Regions from separate parts of the Lactuca sativa genome. Here region 2 is linked to region 1. Evidence: chromatin contacts called from public Hi-C data. All regions are on one chromosome and are shown on one strand. Each heading gives the region's core, a stretch centred on a gene start, on an enhancer-like site or on the middle of the called end of the contact. The rest is flanking DNA. Distances are from core to core; before and after follow the strand shown.

Region 1 (5,282 bases), core at 1,250-3,749:
TAGAGAGCAGCGATTTGAGAATCGAGATCGTCGGAATCAAGCATGGCGACCAATGACGGGATTGCTTCGAGCAACGCTAAAGTCGATTTGGCATCAAAATCTTCTTTCGCTAACTTTCTGTGACCCCTAATAAAAAAACCCTAGACACACAAAGGTAGAGTGCCAATTTCTGCAAATTGGGTCTCCGATTTACCAAATTTGCATCCCAACAAGTGGTGGTAGCAACAGGTAGAGTGACGATGCGATTTACCTGAAGAACCTTCTTCATCTTACCTGCAATTCATCATTCTTCATCTTACCAACAAACCATGAACAAAGAAACCCATATGCACTCTACCATACTTTGGTGAGGTTGATTTATAGGCAAGTTTAGATCAGATTAAGCTTCAGCAAGTAGCCTCGGCTAAAAGATTGAATCTTATCTGAGATTACTTCAACTATTCAACATCCAGACACACTCGATTCAGTAAGAAAAGATTCATGTGAGGCGTAATCATGCCGACGTTGGAGTGGCGGCGAATCAAGATGGGACAACGACGTTGGTGGTTTAGTGGCAAGGAAGGGAGGATATTGGGTTTTCCGATGGGTCTCCGTGACTAGAGACATGAACGGAAATGAGTGTTTTCTTCGATGAAAAAGGGATACGACATCATGAGGGAGAGAGAGAAGGTGAGACCCTTTGTAATTAAATAATATAATAATAGTAAAGGAAAAAACAAATAGAAAGGGGCAAATCCGTCATTTGAAGAATTTTTAAATTGTTTTGGACCGAAATCGCAACAAAATGAAAACTTTGGATCAGTGGTGCTAACCCAAACTTTTTTGGACCAAAGTGACAATTTTGAGTAAACCACAGGAACCATTTGTACAGTTTAGTCATGTTTTATCGTTAAGGTTTCCCCTACAACTGATTTGTATTCATTTTTTCGTAATATTTCACTGAAGTTGCATAAAAATACTCAATTTTAAATGTATTGATCCACATCTTCTCTTTCAACTTCGTGACCCTGTGTTCAATATGGAATTCAACTCAAACCTAGTCTCGCCTATCAGGACAATATCGTTGACAAAGAACATATGAAGAACATACACTCTATAACTCTCCCTTAATAGTGCAAAACATCTTGTCCAAGATCAATACAAAGAGATATGTACTAAAGGTCAAAACATGATGTAACCCAATCTTTACTAGGATACACGTTATGATCCTATATATCACAAACAGACTTCACATATCTTTCTGGAATACTTTTGCTTTCAAGGTCCTATCCAAGTCGACTTCTAAGGTATATATGCTACCATACACATTCTTTTGATGAACACCATATGAAGACCCATGTTTATTTCACCATATTTCTCCATAAGACATGATTCGGCAGATCATTATGTGTCATGAAGCTAAAATTTCTGTCATGGTTGTAACATATTACATACCAACTACGAGTGAAATTACCCTGGCATGAAGGACAAAACAAAGGCCATGCATTCTTGAGACATTTTTGGAAGGTAGCACATTTTGGTCTTAGATAATGTTTATACTCTACAGTTGTTTGTGTTTGTATTTTTTTTTTTTTTTTTTTTTTTTTTTTTTTTGTTTTTGTTTTGTAGAGAAAGTCACATTTTGGGTGGACTAGATTGATGTAGTAACTTATTTGAATTATTAGTTGTTAGTTGGATCCCACTATGATGGAATTAGATATTTTAACAATCATTTGATGATAATAGTTAGTCGTGTCATCAAAATTATGTAAGTTATTTTCATAAACTTTGAGATGTGAAACTATAAATAAATCAATATATTATTAACATTTATTGGATTTTAGATGTGACATTATAAACTCGTATATATAGTTAACACTACTTCAAGTTATTTGGAAGTTGCACATTATTTTATTTCAAATGTGATCACTCAAACCGGCATTCCACAATCTTTTACCAACATTAGAAGGTACAAGAATGATCTAACTTTGAAATTGTATAAAAGAAGAAAATATTAATCCATCAATCACGCTTGTAGCTATTTATAGTTTCTTTACAATCAACGTCATCATGTGTAACCAATTATTAAAAACTTGTCACATCATACTTGTTGTATGCCTCTTTTCTATGACCATGATAAAGAAATGACAAAAACACAAAGTTTATGACATGCCCTTGACAATCGAGTGAAATTTAACGAACATATAGATATTGAAGTTCCAACAAAATTTATAATTGTAAGTATCACAACCAAACAGCTAAATTAGTTATAAATTTTACCCTTTACATCATTTCAATTTTCACATGATTTAACTAATGGGCCTTGCTAACATCGTTGGATGTCAAAACCAACAACTACAAAAAAAGCCGATGTAAGACCAAAAAAGCAAGAAAATATCAAAAGTATCTAAACATATAGTTTGAGTAATAGCGTAGGGACTAAACCTGTAACTTACTGAAAATACAATTATAATCACAGTGTGGATCCAAAGATCTAATGGCTATATAAACAAGTTGAAAGCTTCGTCAAGAAGAGGCAGAGAGAGATAACGGAGCATCCTTTCTCCACAACAACCCCAAAAGCCCCAATTATGGGCGCCGAATTTCTCCCAAAACCCAGTGAGAATGATCTATCCGGCGATTATCAGGCTGCTCCGGTGATACTCGGCCTCCTCCCCGCTGCCCTTGTTGACCACATAGCAAGGGTTGACTTATCAATTCTCTCTCGAATTCCCGGCGAACCTGGTGGTTCCTTCCCTGTACACTCCCTCCCCTTAATTTTTCTTAATTTCTTGCTATCTTAATGTCTTCAACCTATAATTGTTCGTTTACCTCTGTAATTGAATCAAAACCCATGCAATCAATTGCTTAAACTTCATTCGTGAATGAGGGAATCGAGGACAGATGAAGGCTTTATTTGATCGATCATAGCACAGGGTTTCCAATTTCCATACGAAATTGCATTAATTTGAATTTGAGGATCAGTTTTCATGTTTAATTTTCATTCTTAGGAAGCATTAACTACTTTTAAATCACCCATACGCCATTTCCATGTGATTTTGCATTCTGATATAAATTGGAGCATATCTTTATTGGTAGGTTGCAGCTGAAGAGCTGAAAGATCTACTAAAAGAGGTGAACACCCATATTTCGTCTTCTCCAAATGATCTGTCTCCTGTAAAGACTATAGCCGGGGGTAGTGTGACCAACACCATTAGAGGCCTTGCAGCAGGTTTTGGGATCTCATGTGGGGTTATTGGAGCTTGTGGGGACGATGAACAAGGTGCTCTCTTCTTGAAAAACATGAGCTTTTATGGTGTAAATATATCAAGATTGAGGGTGAAAGATGAACATACTGGTCAGGTGAGTTTACCCTTTTGTAAAAAAGATGGTTTTCTTCTTTCATGTTTTTTGTAATTCATTTTGGAGTTAAAATTAAAATTGTATTAGCTGATGACGTGGCACAGTGTGTTTGCTTGGTTGATCCATTGGGTAATCGTACTATGCGTCCCTGCATTGCCACTGCTGCTAAAATACAGGTGCACTTTAGTTTCGTACATTTATTACACAGTACAATACATGAAATACATGACAGAATAGTACAATGCAAATTACATAAATGCCCTTATTGAAATTAGTTTGTTCAGTATTATGAAATCACTCCTGTGTTTATTGAAGAAAAAATCAGATTGCATGTGTTTCTGACATTGTTTTTGTAATTCAGGCAGGTGAACTAAAAAGGGAGGATTTTAAAGGCTCCAAGGTAATAAAGTTTCTATATCTATTTGAACTAGTTTTTATTTGCTACATATTTCTTAATGAGTTAATGTCAATGGTTTTTATTTGGTACTATTGTTATCTATAAGTTAATTTGCTAATTTTCTTTGTATATATTTATGTTGTAGTGGTTAGTGGTGAGATATAGTATATACAATATAGAAGTTATCAATGCAGCTATCCAAATAGCCAAACAAGAAGGTCTTCTTATATCCCTAGATTTGGCCAGTTTTGAGGTAAAAACTAAAAAGAAATCCACCATTTTTCTTTGCTGTGAGTATAAACAGATTATGTACTTTTTTATGTTCATGGATTATATAACAACATTTTTTTTTTTACATTTTATTATTAAATTGACAGATGGTTAGAAAATTTAGAACACCTTTACTAGAACTATTGGAGTCGGGTAACATAGATCTTTGTTTTGCTAATGAAGATGAAGCCGCCGAACTTTTAAGGTAACATTTTATCCCGTGATACAAAAATTACACGTAATTTTATTTCCAATTTTGTGTACTTTTGTGTGTTTAATGTTTGTTATATATATATATATATATATATATATATATATATATATATATATATATATATATATATATATATATATATATACCGTTTTAGTGGCGAGCAAGTTGCGGGACCTGAGGCTGCAGTTGATGTCTTGGGCAAATACTGTCAATGGGCCGTGGTGACGTTAGGTCCACATGGATGCATTGCAAGGCATAAAAAAGAGGTTAGCCAGGTGTATGTGCTATAAAGCACATCGTCTGTGTCAGGCAGTCAAACTTTGACTGCCTCATGTATCAGGCACCGATACATGTATGAGACATGTATCGGGCAGTCAGAGTGTCTGATACATGTATTAGGCAGCAGTCAGGCTGTCTGATACATGGTCTATATCAGTGCCTGATAAGTATCAGGCAGCAAATGCCTTGCTGCCTGATACTGATACATATATGTGTATATGTATTAAGTGAATTTGTGAACAACTTCAGGTTGTGAAGGTTCCTGCGATCGGGCAGACAAAGACAATTGATGCAACTGGGGCGGGGGATCTTTTTGCGGGAGGGTTTTTGTATGGTTTAGTGAAAGGAATGTCTCTTGAGGAATGTTGCATAATTGGGTCATGCAGTGGTGGATCGGTGATTCGGTCATTGGGTGGTGAGGTGTCGCCGGAAAATTGGCAGTGGATGTATAAGCAATTCAAAACCAAAGGTCTCCCTGCGCCCATTGTTTCATTGTAAAATCATCTTTTAAGACTTCTTCAATTGAATCCAAGCTAACGTTAGCCCGGATGAATGTTTAAGAAAAGACTATGATTAATTATGTGAAGAATCACCTTGTCTTTTTAGTCTTAATATTTTGGTATGAATTATCTGGCCTTTTTTTTTTCCATTAAGTGATGTCTGGAGAAAGTGAATGTGCAAGTTCTAGACACTTAACTATAATCTGATAGAACTTGGATGTAAAAAAAAATTAAAAAGAGCAAATAGGTAAAGGGTTAATGTTTTAGTATAATTGTCTAA
Region 2 (5,282 bases), core at 1,201-3,700, 170 kb before region 1:
TTCCCAATGTATGTGAGTCAATGCAAGAGTTGGAAATTTTTTTAAGAAATTATCATAATAGATTTTTTTTTTAAAAGCTGGAAAAAAGTTGAGATTTTTTTATATTTTTTTTATAAATCATTATAAAAAGTTGTAGAAAAATAAATTAAAAAAAATAAAAATTAGGGCGAAGTCGTAACTAAATCTTGAATTCAGACCAATTCATATTAAAATTTAAAATCTAAATCAAAAGTATAAAATTTGATAGAGGAATAACCTATTCAACTATGTATCCATACACAAAACATGAGTTAATTACTAATTACCTATTTAAAACATAAAATTGGTTATTATTTAAAACATAAAATTGATTATTGTGCGACTTTAAAACATTTTGAAAAGTTAGTTTAAAACAATGATAACTCTTACACAAATATATTTACATGAAACCCAAACAATAATAAAAACATAAATGGTGATAATATTATCACAACAATTAGTACAATTTTCATTCACATGCGGGTTTAGTATCAAAACTACTTAAACAAATCGCAAACGCTTGAAAAGCCGACAATGGGTACCGATAATCCATTGTAAAAATATCTTTCCCAATCTTCCCAAACTGCAACACCACATCATCTTCTTCCACACCTCCGCCACTATCAACCGCCAGCTGAAAGTTCTTAACCGACGCCACCGTAACCCGCCCTTTAAAATTCAAACACCAACACTGTAACTGCTCGTGCCACCTCGGCGCCTTGTTTCTCAAAACCAACGAATCTTTCCTTTCCACAACCGGAATCGGAATCACCGATTCCGGTGTCTCGTGTTTCTTTCCGGCTTGACCGGAATCGGGGATCGAGTTCATCGTGCAATTCATTCTTCTTGGTCCTCTTGTGCGTAGAACATTAAGCTCGTAAGATATGGTGACTACTTTGGACTTAAACACTGGTGATACTTTTTTTAAACCAAATTTCGGTATTTGTTTATTTGTTGAAGAGTCGTAAAAAGGTTCCACATCGTGAATTGCAAATTTAGTGCCGAGAAAATTGGAACTGTAAACGGTTTAAATTAACAGTCAGTCTCTCAGTCAACATGAAAAAGTAAATCACACTAGTTTCACAAAAAAAAAAACCTCATGTGATGTGACTACAAAAGTATGTGGGGGCAAAAATGGAAATTAATAGGGTGAAAGAAAGAAGATAACCTTAGCTTTCCAACATAAGTAAGGCTAGATTTGGAAAATTCGTCGGGAGTTAAGGAGATTGAAAACTCTGTCCCTGTGGCTTTTCTCACCTTCTTTGCAGCCAATAGTAACTTACTTGCATCACCAGCTAACGCTGTAATTTTAATTTACAGAAACTGTAAATTTTTTTTTTTTTATTTTTAAAAGGAAAAACAATCAATTATCCAAGTTTACTTTACTTTATTCCCTTTTTAGTCACCAATCAAAAGTAAAAAAGTAAAAAGTAAAACACATTTTTTTTTACCTGGGCTCAGGCCTAGAAACAACCGGAAGATCGAATTAGCTCTATCTCGCCTTATAAAGCATTGAATCGGATCCTTTCTCGATCCAGGCTAAAACGAAGTAATTCAAACATATCGAAGTTAGAAACACAAAATTGATTTGAGATTTGAAGATGATTGATTGATTGATTGATTGATCAAAGTACCTGTTTTAACGACATGGGGAATGTGATTAATCCGCATTGTTCAGGTGTTCTAACGATTTGCTTTACAGTGTTTCTCCAGAATCTGCAAACCGAAGCACAAGCGACGATATCTCTCCTACCTGGCCATGAGGTTTCACCACCTTCCACTCGCCGGATTATGTCAAGAAGCAACTCGCCGGGGAAATCATCCCATTTGCTATCTCCGATTGAAGAAGGTAAAGATCTTGGAACTGAATCGTAGTTTTCTGGAACAATATGTGATTTCCCATTTTTCATGATCTGAATTCTTCTGTTGGTATTGCTTCCGAGTAAACAACTGAGTGACATATTCAAGAACATGAATTTGGAAGTATACACGATAGTTTACTTGTTGGGTAACATAATGATAAAAAGATTCAGCAGTGTTGTAGCGTAAATTGGTTCAGGCATTATAACAAACAGATGGTGGGCTGTGGGCATGCACCACACTCCTCATGCATATGAATTGAATGATTACACAACATGATGAAATAAACAAAATAATTGAAGGACGATAAAGAACAGTATCGTTTTCCTTTTTCGAATATTTAAACATGGTTTTTATACAATCAAAGAAAAGGGAATTAAGTGCAACAATAAAGAATCTTAATTGAAACTGTAGATGAAGAATAAACGTTACCTGTACGTTAAGCATTTGGCAAGAGATCCCGAAAATTTGTTAATCACATCTCGTAAAAAGGTTCAAAAACAGGGGAATGAAATCTCTCACGTTATGATGTCTCCTCTGTAGCAACAAATTGCACGAATTTCCGCACATGTGGAACGAGCTTCGATGATTTTTGATGGGAAGGATCGAGAAAATGGGGAATAAAGATCTCTTTTTCAGTTGTCAAAATATTTATCCACGGAAATGAATCCCCCCCTGTTTTTCTCGAGTTGCTTCGTTTTCGAGTTTTGGTTAATTCAAGAAGCTGGTGGCCTTTGAAGCCTTGAAGGTACGTGACCTTATTGATATCCGCCATCAACGCCACCGCGACAAGGAATTAAAGCCATGCCGGCGACGCAGGCAGCAGCACCAGCTTTTCTGTAACATTGATCTTCAAAGCTTGCTCATTTATTGCGCGAAGGTTCTAATACAATTATAGAACAATATGATCAAGAAAGAGCTACACAGTAATGTATTAAATAATTACAAATATATTCAAAAGAGAAACCATCCCAATCCAATTCTATACCATGAAACGTTACTCCGATCGATGGAAATATTACATCTACTTATTTCATTCCTGACTTCGATCCATCAAAATATGAGTCCTTTTAGGTAGGTGACTAATATGTGCAATGTCAATCCAAAATTCATGAAGCACTTCTATAAGTGATAATGTTGATCTCTCTATTTCTCACAATATTACAACATTTGTCTTTGTTTTACCTTTAATAATTGTTCAACCAATTAGTAATCTTGACAAATGATCAATGTAACAATATAAGAGAAGATTTGTAAGTATTTTTCAAAGAGTTGTTGCAAGGTTTATTCAAGAAAATAGAAAACAACAGTATAAAATAAAGAGAAATATAAGAAAAATGTATGTCACAATTCATCTAAAAAACTCTACCTATAGGTGCACATGGAACGAATTTTATCTTACCACCAGGTTTTTAAAACCATGTTGTGTTTTATGGAGAATAGTAAAAAAAAAGGGTTGGGCCTAACAACTATATACTTTGTCATTGGAATATAAAGCGATTTGAGAGGTAAAATATGACATCTTATGTAACCGATTTCAGAGATAGGAAGATAATGAAAACATAGGAGAAACAACTCGAATATTCTTGAAGATCTTAGGAAAAATTTGAGCAAATGACGAATAACTCCACTCAACCCAACCACCAGAATTCAGGTGACTCCTATGCTTACACCATGAGTATGAGTTTGAGATAATATCATCCGTGACCTTCGGTGGAACAACTCGAATATTCTTGAAGATCTTATCTTTCCTGGCGAACCATATGTACCATAATACTCCAAATAGAATAACATCACCAATCACTTTCTTCCTTTGACAATTGTCCCGGATAGTGCTTGTAATAAGAAATCCAGTGACACTGGAGAACCCTCGAACAGTAATACCACACCATTTAAAAATCCAGAAGTGAACCTCGGTAAATTCACAGTGCAATAAAAGATGATCCACCAGCTCGACATCCTTGTTGCATAAAGTGCACATCTGATTTGATATTTGTAGCCCTCTATTAGATTGTTTGCTATTGGAATTCTTCCATGCATGACTCTCCACACGAAACACCTAACTTTTAATGGTATTAATTTTGACTAGCAGATCCGCAACCCTTTAAAGAGGATTAGTTTCGAGTCTATGATACACCTCATATAGTTTACCATGTAATTGCCATTTTTTGTCGGCACAAATCAAAAACCGTATGACGAAGAATCCTCCGAGTTATTCAGGTCACCAATATCCTTGTATAGTTGAAGCAATCCGTGAAGTTCAGACAAGGTGGAAGGTGACTGTTTCCAACACCATGTAAAACCATTTGCTGATACACGATCAGAAAGTTTATAGCTTTTGACCGATTCAATCTTATATACATGGGGAAATTTTTCTTGAAACGGGACCGAACCGCACCACACGTCTTTCCTGAACAATATCTGAATATCTGATCCAGGAATGATTTTGAATATCTGATAAGAATCAGCACCTAGATCACCCATGGATTTAATTGCCCTTTGGATGTTGCACCGCAACCCAATGGAGGGTTTTCTAGCAATGAAGTGTGCTGATTTCTTACTCAAATTATGTAGACTTGTAATGACATTCTTCCAAAGTCTTCCTTTCTCGTTTATCAGACACAACCACCATTTGATTAAAAGTGCCAAGTTTTGTGCTTTTAGAGTTGATACCCCCAGACCACCATCAGAGATAGGGGCTGTGATTTTAGACCAATTGATCCAATGTATCTTGCGTTTTAAATCACCACCACCCCATAGGATTTTTTTTTCTAATTTTTTCCAAAGAATCAGTAATTCCTTCTGGTACTTTACACAGAGACATAAAGTAACTAGGCAAGCTGTTTAGGAAAAATTTTGATTAAAGTAATGCGACCCCCAAAGGAAAGAGATATGGCTTTCCAATCAGATAGACGAGTTCTTAACTTTTCTATGATTAATTTCCAATGCTTTTTCAGTCCCATATTTGCCCCGACTGGTACACCTAAGTACTTGATATGAAAGGAATCTTCTACACAACCCATAATTCTAGCCATGTTTTTCAATTCGGTACCAATACCGAATAACCGTGACTTATGAAAATTGACCTTTAGTCCAGATGAGATATGAAAACATTTCAGAATTGGTGAGAGATTTATAATACTCTTTCTGTATCATTCACCTGCAAAAATGGCATCATCCGCGTAGAATAAGTGAGATAAGTGTGGACCATTGAAAGGAAGCTTAATCCCATGTACCAGGGAGTTTTCTTTGGCACTCTTGACAACAATATTCAGACCCTCCATTGCAATGATAAAAAGGAACGGTGAGAATAGATCTCCCGGACGGACCCCTCTTGTTGTAAAGATTCATCAATAGGTGATTCGTTTACTAACACAGAGGTTCTTGAGGAGGATAGACAACCA

Evidence for each region. Hi-C and Micro-C count contacts between places; a contact is called where the count stands out from the background.
Region 2: a contact with region 1 is called in a Hi-C map of leaf, with 7 times the contacts expected there. The contact joins the promoter of LOC111881994 here to the promoter of LOC111881986 in region 1. A contact is called at or near these places in 2 of 4 Hi-C or Micro-C datasets (leaf and seed).

Annotation. Positions count from the first base shown.
Region 1 is chr5:64,279,379-64,284,660 of Lsat_Salinas_v11, reverse strand. It overlaps LOC111881986, which reads left to right and starts at 2,499. Exons shown (of 8, transcript XM_023878356.3): 1 at 2,499-2,738; 2 at 3,079-3,342; 3 at 3,447-3,518; 4 at 3,704-3,742; 5 at 3,885-3,992; 6 at 4,117-4,214; 7 at 4,378-4,489; 8 at 4,752-5,128. The coding sequence starts at 2,571. The coding sequence ends at 5,000.
Region 2 is chr5:64,450,820-64,456,101 of Lsat_Salinas_v11, reverse strand. LOC111881994 (tubby-like F-box protein 6) reads right to left here and starts at 2,450. Exons shown (of 5, transcript XM_023878365.3): 1 at 2,311-2,450; 2 at 1,653-1,968; 3 at 1,470-1,557; 4 at 1,187-1,319; 5 at 438-1,034. The coding sequence starts at 1,928. The coding sequence ends at 488.